2 separate regions of the Zea mays genome follow, and region 1 is linked to region 2. The links are chromatin contacts, called in public Hi-C maps. All regions are on one chromosome and are shown on one strand. Each heading gives the region's core, a stretch centred on a gene start, on an enhancer-like site or on the middle of the called end of the contact. The rest is flanking DNA. Distances are from core to core; before and after follow the strand shown. Region 1 holds the start of LOC100272601. Region 2 holds the start of LOC100273012.

What was found. A called contact is a pair of places that touch in the nucleus more often than the background predicts.
Region 1: a Hi-C map of leaf shows a contact between it and region 2, with 5 times the contacts expected there. The contact joins the promoter of LOC100272601 here to the promoter of LOC100273012 in region 2. A contact is called at or near these places in 8 of 25 Hi-C or Micro-C datasets (ear, endosperm, leaf and 2 more).

What each region holds. Positions count from the first base shown.
Region 1 is chr4:7,628,035-7,632,269 of Zm-B73-REFERENCE-NAM-5.0, reverse strand. It overlaps LOC100272601, which reads right to left and starts at 2,742. Exons shown (of 5, transcript NM_001147064.1): 1 at 2,466-2,742; 2 at 1,460-1,549; 3 at 1-21. The coding sequence starts at 1,533.
Region 2 is chr4:7,451,492-7,455,613 of Zm-B73-REFERENCE-NAM-5.0, reverse strand. It overlaps LOC100273012, which reads left to right and starts at 2,864. Exons shown (of 8, transcript NM_001147462.1): 1 at 2,864-3,056. The coding sequence starts at 2,973. It overlaps LOC100216849 (zinc finger, C3HC4 type family protein), which reads left to right. Exons shown (of 7, transcript NM_001143241.1): 3 at 303-449; 4 at 536-644; 5 at 1,220-1,343; 6 at 1,693-1,966; 7 at 2,048-2,372. The coding sequence ends at 2,149.

The DNA.
Region 1 (4,235 bases), core at 1,493-3,992, 180 kb before region 2:
TGAGACTTTCGGTGAATAGACCTGCAGCGGAAAATTGTTCAGAAAACAGGAAAATAGTGCAGCGGGAAAAAAGGCGAGTAGGCTGAGGGAGCACACTACAAGAGCAAATATGTATTAGAAAGAATAGACAGCGTCATTATTCAGAACAATCTGAAGGTGCAAATGTAAAAATAGGTCAACTAAGACTAGGGAAATCTTAACTCCCCTAGGTCAGGATAGAGCCAGTGCTTAGGCCTCCCACATAAGGCCTTATTCGATTATTCTCATCCCATATGGATTGATTGTGATTGAAATAAATTATGAGAGATTTTGATTTGTTTGGGATTTAATCACACTCAATCCCATACAATCCACATGGATTGGAATTAAACCGACCATGCCCTAAGTGGGGTCTAGGGGATGAATAACCGAGGCAAGCCTTACCCCTAGGTATCTAAATATAGACTTTGAACAAAACATATACTGTGTGTCGATAGCGTGCAAATTACTACAACAACACATATTAATTTAAGTTAATTGAAATTTAATGCACTAGGATTCTGTTAACACTTAACAACTATGAACTATAGGCCTTATTCTAATGTGGCGAGTGGGAAGTGCCTAACTGTAAACCTTTTCTATGACTGCCTCAGTCACAGAGGTCCTACACAGGATTTAGGAACCGGAACCCATCTGCACAGCTCTTGTCCTAAACAATCTTTACTCTTTAGTTCTCAAGGGTTTCTTCTAGTAATTTTAATGTATATATATGGAGGTTGTGTTTTATATATAGCAAACTTTCTATGTCCATTTTTTTTGTGAGGTCAGAAATTAAGACCCAAGAAAAAAAAAGAAAACAGAGCCAGAACTTCCTGCGATTTCATACCATTTGAATTGATGGCTAGTCTTAGATTTTATATTCATGCAGGTGAAACTGATATGCCTATGGGAGCAGATGACACTGCTTTAATTATGAGGTAGAGGTAGTGATTATTAATAGCATATAGCCTCCTCTGTCTCTCTCAACGATCATAAACTTTAAGTAAGTTATGGCCCTTTACTGGCCTATTAAAGAACTCAATATGACATGAAACTGAACAAGCAGCAAAATGATTAGCCAAAAAACCCCAAAAAGGTGAAGATAAGAATTAAACTGAACAAGAGGAACGAATGCAAATAAAGAGGATTCAGCCATAAACTACTGGTTAAATCATATTTCTGTATCTTCTACAACATCTATTCCAAGATCACAGTCTACCTTAAATTTTGCTCTGCTCATTTTGGTCAGATCTTATTACTTGCAGTGGATGAAATGAAGAGGTTGGGGACATAATAATCATCTGGTGGACTGTGGATGCTAGCATTTTTATGTACACCCAATATAGGTAGCTAACTAAGAGCAGATGTAGTAGTGAATACTGATTACTGCTATGAAATTAGTTGTACAAAACTGGATCCAAAAAAATATTTTGAGGCTAACCCATTAGCAGGCATCTCAGAAGCAGCATTTGAACTGCCAGGCAGTGAATCTGAGCTTTCCGTGTCAGCCACCATGCCAAGAATATTGGTGCTGCATCACAAAATTGAATATTTAAGAATCAAAAGAGTTAAAAACATGTGTAGCAACAAAGGGCAACTAATCTGAGCCGCAAGGTATCACAATTTAGAACACAAATACAGTCCACATAAAAATATGGAGTTCCTTAGGATGCTGTACCATGGAAGCATCAATTGCTCACAAATCACAATACCACAACGAGCTAAACTTTTAACCTCGCTGGAAAAAGAAATATGAACAAGAAGCACCATATGTTTGATTGAGATCATGAAGTGCAGATAATTAGATAAAAAATCAACTTTATGTGTGGACTATGGACAAGGATCAAACCAGCAATAAAAAGTCTATTTGAATCTGCATCAAGAACTCAATACAATTTTCTAATCTTGCAAATAAAAATTATGTTATAACTACTGGTTGCTATATTAACCTACCAAATTAGCCAGCCTTTCAAATCCAACAACACAAGAACACTATGAACAGTCCAAGAAGTCATATCAAGCTAGCTATTCTTTCTCTTTACCTCACAACAACAGCAAAAATCTTAAACTGCACATGCTGTCATACAACCCATCAAGAAACTAAAGCCAATTTGATCCAAGTAATTATTATATTTTAGATCAAAGGCTTATCGTCCTTCTTATATTGAGAGCAAATAATGCAACTAACTATTCTCATTGGAAAATACACAAAGAATCCAATTCAGATATTTAACAGCACACAGAGCATAGATAAGATGAACAGCACTACTCCCTAACCCTACAGGCTAAAGCCCCCCCTGACCAAGAAACCATCTTCCTTCTCCCTCGCCACAGTATCTAAACCAAATTGCTCAACCTTTCGAACTACTATAGAGACACCAGCTTTCACACAGAACCCATCCGACTCTCACACCCAGACACCTCAACAAATCAGAGTCAACTTTTACCCCTCTCAACTGCACCGCAGAGAACCGAGCTTTGATCCCTACGACCACCCAAATTTAGATCAAGAAACGATCTTTGGCGCGCGGGTGCCTCGGCCTCGACGGATCTTGATCCCAGGCAGATGATCCGCGGAGGCCGGCGGGGACTGGCGGGCGGATAGAAGGTGGCCGGATGCGCTCAGGCAGGAAGTCAGGAACAAGGGACGACTGCCAGGGAAAGTGCAGAGCTAGTGCGGGGAGGGTGGGAGGCGAGCACACGCACGCAGGCGCAGCGAGCGTGTGGCGGCCACCCACCCGCACACTTGTGTGACCCAGGCGATAGCGCGGCGACACATGGCGTCGCCGACGGCCCCACCGGCACGGGAATTCCCTGGTTGACGTAGATATGGACGAGGGAAAAGCTTTGGTAGGATTGGACTGGGACAGGATGATGAACTGGCTCCGAATGGATCGGATTGGATGCGTTGGCAAATTGTCTCGCACGGACTAAATTTAGGTTAGTTTGGTTTGTAAACACTAATTTTTAGTTACTCTATTTTATTTTATTTTAGCATATAAATTGTCAAACACGGGAAGTAAAATAGAGTTTTAGTTTTTATATTTAATAATATATAAACTAAAATAAAATAAAATATAGAGACTAAAAATTAGTCCCTAAAAACCAAACACTCTTTAGTCTATATCTAGTTAAAAGTATTAAATACATTTAAATTATAAAACCAATTATGGCAAGACAAACCTACTAAACCTAATTAGTCGATTATTCGATCATTTGATTCTACAACTATAATAAACATTTGCTAATTATGGATTCATTATGTTTATGCTTAAAAAAATTCTCGTCGTTTAGCCTTCGTCTCTGTAATAAACATTTGCTAACCTTGGTCTGGTGGTACGCCGAACCACTTTACTAGAGAGGGGCTAAAGAAGATGATAGATGACTCAGGCACACCAGCTCAGTCTGGTGTGCACCGGGTCTCGTGGGTGCAACAACTATCTCAGGCTCTAATGGGCGGCACAACAACTAGCTGGCGTAGCAGACGACTCGATGGTGGACTGGACCGATCCAGCGCCATCAGGGGTGGAGCCAACCCTTTCCATCGGGGTCAGCTGACCCAACAGATTTGTAAACCAGTTAACATTTCTTAGTTGGTATCATATTTATTGCTAATTTTGACCCATAATTACATAGAGTTGACCCGACGGTATTTTGGGCCACACCATCTCAGTTTTGAAGGTGCAGTCAAGATCCTAGAGATAGTGGCTACCTTACCTGGTCTGGTGGTACATTGGACCGGTCCAATGCACCTGCGCAGAACAGATCTGTGCATGTGTTTTCCAACTACTCTTTGGGGTTTGTGGCTATAAATAGACCCCCAAACCAACCCTTTCAAGACATTAATTCACTCCAAGCATTAGTAATACACACCAAAGTGATCCAAGCACTAGTATTTGCTAGAGGGATTTCTGCTTCGACTTTGCGTTTGCATTCTTCGATCTTTTTATGTTGTGATTGTGCTGTTGTATGTGTTTTATCCTCCCTCTTGCTTCTAGTGGAGATCAAGCTCTCATCAACTTGTGTACGACTAGCAAGAGATTCTGATATATGGAGATCCTTGTGAGGAGACAAATTATAAGAGAAAACTGCGGCACTCAAGTTTTATCTTTATATCACTTGAGAAGGGTTGGGTGCAACCCTCGTCCTTTGGGACACCACAATGGGGGCATAAGTTCTTCGGAGCTGAACCTCAGTCAAACAAATTGTTGCGTCTT
Region 2 (4,122 bases), core at 1,615-4,114:
AGCCTGAATGGTTCAGGTTATGCCAAGAAACATGCTAACAAACTGAGAACTGTAGTTTACTGTTTGGGTTAGAAAGGCTACACCTTTTTTTCCTTCTAAGTCAACGCTTGAAATGTGAAACCTTTTGTGCAATACAAATTAAATAGTGTGCTTTTCCAGGTGTATGCAAGTATAATTCTGAAAGAATTCAGTAGTTTGTGTTCATTTTGGTGCTTTCTTATCTGGAGCTTGTTTTTAAAAATTGGATTGTTGATTTCTTTCCAAGACTAGTAAACTAACCGTGTTAGATGCTTCATAAACAGGAGGGATTTGCATTTTCTCATTGTACTACCTGCAAGGCTCCATATTACTTGAGGGTTCATTCGCACACTGACAGGAAATGGCGAACACTGAAGTTTCGTTTCTTTGTTACTAGAGATATATTATTCATCTTTGCTCTAGTCCAGATTGTAAGTTTTTGAAACATTCTTCTATCCATATCACTTATCTATATTCAATTGAGTGACCAGTGGTGTTTTCTTATTCCTTCATTCAGATCATCTCTGCATTGGCATATTTGGTACATTTTATTGATGGGTGCCAACAATATTGGTTGAGGACAGCCTGGGCTTTTGATAATGAAGTTAGTTTTTATTATATCTGTGGTAAACTGCTTAATCTACCCTTTGTTACTACTTTCAACTGTTTCTGCATGTCTATTTGATAAAAAATCATGTGCTGATTTCTACTGTACCTATTGTCACTATGATCCTTAAGGCTCATTAATTGCATGGTTTTTTAAGTTTGTAAATTAATTTGAAAAAGAATATTAGTAAAGAATAAGGGAAAACATGACAATTTTTTGTTCTTTGTAAGAATAAATCTGCAACTATTGGGAGTTAACATGCAAGGTGCCATGAAAAGCTTTGCTTGCAACTTAAACATCTGTCTGTGGCCCAGATCAATGAGTGTTTGTGATTCTTTAGGTGTGATCAGATGTGTTTGCAATTATGATTCATAAAAAGAGTACATATGATGAAACAGAGCTCAGATAGAAGACTTTGAAAGTCGTATTATCGTTGATATATAGAAAGTTGCATCATTGACATATATACTTCAACAATATGAACTGAACTGCTCAAACTTTTACTGGAACACTATGTTGCTATCATTCTAGTCAATTCTGTGTCACGAAATGTTTTCCTTCTGAAACGATTCCGAACTTATCTCTTGGTTGCAGGTGCATTAATGTTTTTTGCTTTGTTGGGACTATCGGGATGCTTCATAACCTGTTATGACCGAAGAGTACGGAACGACCTGGCTCAGCCTTGTCGAGAATTATGTCTTTGTTGCTGTCAGCCAGGGTATGTATTACTTAGCTCACTCTTCAAGACATGAAATGTACTGTCTTAAACTAAAGCTATGTCTTAACCCCGAAAAAAGCAGTGGCCAATACAGTTGCTGTGGCATAGGAAAAATGTACACAAAAGTAACATAAAGAGATCGTGTTTTTCAATCTAATTATTTGAATGGATGCTATAACTCCTTAAAGATACATATAGTTTGTTGCAGCACTTGCACAATTTTACTGGATTGGTAAAGCATGTTTTCGCTTGTGTACATGCATCTATACTGTGCTCGTCGTATATTCTCGCCAGGTCATGGTTTTCATGCCTGCACCGTTTGATCGCACCGACATGTGCTGTATTCCAGGATGTGTGCGGATTGCCACCTACCTGGCACGCTGTGCATGTGGACTGACTGCACTACCTGCTTCGAAGGCTGTGCTACCACAGCCGGCGAGTGCGGTGGTTGCTTGGGAGGGGCTGGGGAAGCCGGGCTACCGCTTCTCCTCATCATGGGGGTCATTGTGCTGGGGCTTTTCACGGTCATCGGCATATTCTACAGTGTCCTGGTCGCGACCATGGTTGGCCAGCGGATCTGGCAGCGCCACTACCACATTCTTGCCAAACGGTTGCTAACCAAGGTGAGCTCTACCGTGTATCCCCGTCAGCTGCCTCATCTACCATGGTTTTTTTTACTCATGGTTGGTGTCGGTTTCTTCCAGGAGTATGTTGTAGAGGACGTCGATGGCGAGCGCACAGACTGGTGTCCGCCGCCACTGCCCGCGGAGCACATCAGCCAGCTGAAGTCTCTGGGGCTTCTGTAATATGGAGGCTGGTGACCCTAAGCTAAGACCGGCGTGGCGTTACCCAGCTCCAGCTGTACAGGAGGGAGGCTATACTGTCAGGCATTCTGCGTTGAAATGTGTCAATATTGATACTTTTTCTCTTTTTTTTTCCCTTCTTTTTTGTACATTGTAATGGCAAAGCTTTCTCCCTGACAAAACCCAAAACTTATATCAAGTGAAACCGCCTACATTTTTACTGGACAATTCCTTTTTAGGCCTTGTTCGGCTATTCCCATTATACATGAATTGTATGATATTGGAAACAATTTAGAAGAATTTTGACTTGCTTGAGATTTAAACCCACCCAATCTCACTCAATCTACATGAATTGAGAGCTAACCGAACGTGATCAACGGCAACTGGGATTCACAGTACGAACCTCGACCTCGGGTTCTGTAACTGGGACCTTTGTAAGCCAGTGTTCTACATTTTTACTTGATTCTACATGCAGAATTGTATCAAATTGTTTCGCTGTTTGATTACTGAACGGATTCTTCCCCAAAAAAGTTTATAAAAATAAAAAGGCGTTTTAAAACTTACAAGCCCAACTGCCCAAGTTCTTTCAAGTTTCAGCTCAACTTCGGGTGCGGGCCTGTTGGGCTCAATACTTTGGGAACATCGGTCTGGTGGCCCATGTTCTACTATGAAGAGCTTCCCAGCCACCGAGGCCTAGCTAGCTCACTTCGCTCCCCTCTTTCTTCCCCACGAAACCAGAGCAAATTCCGGCGAGCCGGTGCGGTGCGGCGGAGGAGGCCGAGGGAGACGCCGGCGCGAGAAGGAGCATCAGGAGGAGGCAGCGGAGATGGATCCGGACTCGGTGAAGTCGACGCTCTCTAACCTGGCCTTCGGCAACGTCATCGCCGCCGCCGCCCGCGACCTCCAAAAGGTGACTGACTTCTCCCCTCCAATATTCCGGCGCCGCCTTACGCCGCCGGCATGCCGCAGTTCTGCCTTTGGTACCGCTACCGCCACTGGATCGCGGCGTTCGACTAGGAGGTGGCTAGCGCCCGCGCGCCGGATCTCGAGGCTGGCGCACGCGTTCGCGTGAGTTTGATCCAGACTAGCGTTCGCGGGAGTAATGGAATGGACGTGATCCAATCCAGAATCCCTTGCGTTTCAGGTGTTCGATAGAGCGATAGTGCTCGATGCCCAAGTACTTGTGAATAAACCATTTCATGGGCTTGCGCAAACAAGCTTTGTCTAGCTGGGATGTACTGGATTCTGTGTGGTGTGGAGTGTGCTTCGGGGAATAACTGAGCTTTCCTCCCTCTTGGGACCAGAGTTGTATCTGTTGTGAATATTCAATTTTTCTTTTTGAGATTCCTGGTATTCAAATTTAGTTCTCGATTTGCACAGAAGTATCTTATAAGGCCGTTTGTTTGGTTGGAATTGAATTTCATTTCAATAATTATAATTTAGACAAAACTAATTAAGTTCATATATTTATATATGTAATATATTTGTATATTATCTTAAATCATATGAGAGAGATAATTATATACTACATATATAGCGAAGCAAGTAGAAGAGTGTGCTATAATTTGTACATCGGAAAATTAGCATGTAAATCTATAGAATCAATTTCCATCTCCCATCCCATGAATTTGAGATGGACTTATATGATAACTTTGGAAAGTGGTGGAATGTCACATTCTAAAAAAATAGCCTATTGTACTAGTAAGATTCCAATTCCTCGAAATGAAAGGAAACAAACGGGACCTAAGTGAACTTCCTGAATTTAGAATGTTTAGTCTAGGGGATAGTGTGTTTATATATGAATATTGTACTTGTGACACTTTGCATTGTCTTTGGTAGTTTGTATATGATACTGGTAGTGGGTTTTTAGTTAAAGGGCTTATTTTGGCAATGAGCATGAGCTAGGAATTGGTTTTCTCATGTTCTCTTTCCTACCTTAGTTGAAAGGCAGAGTTCCTGCCATCTCTTTAAAAAAA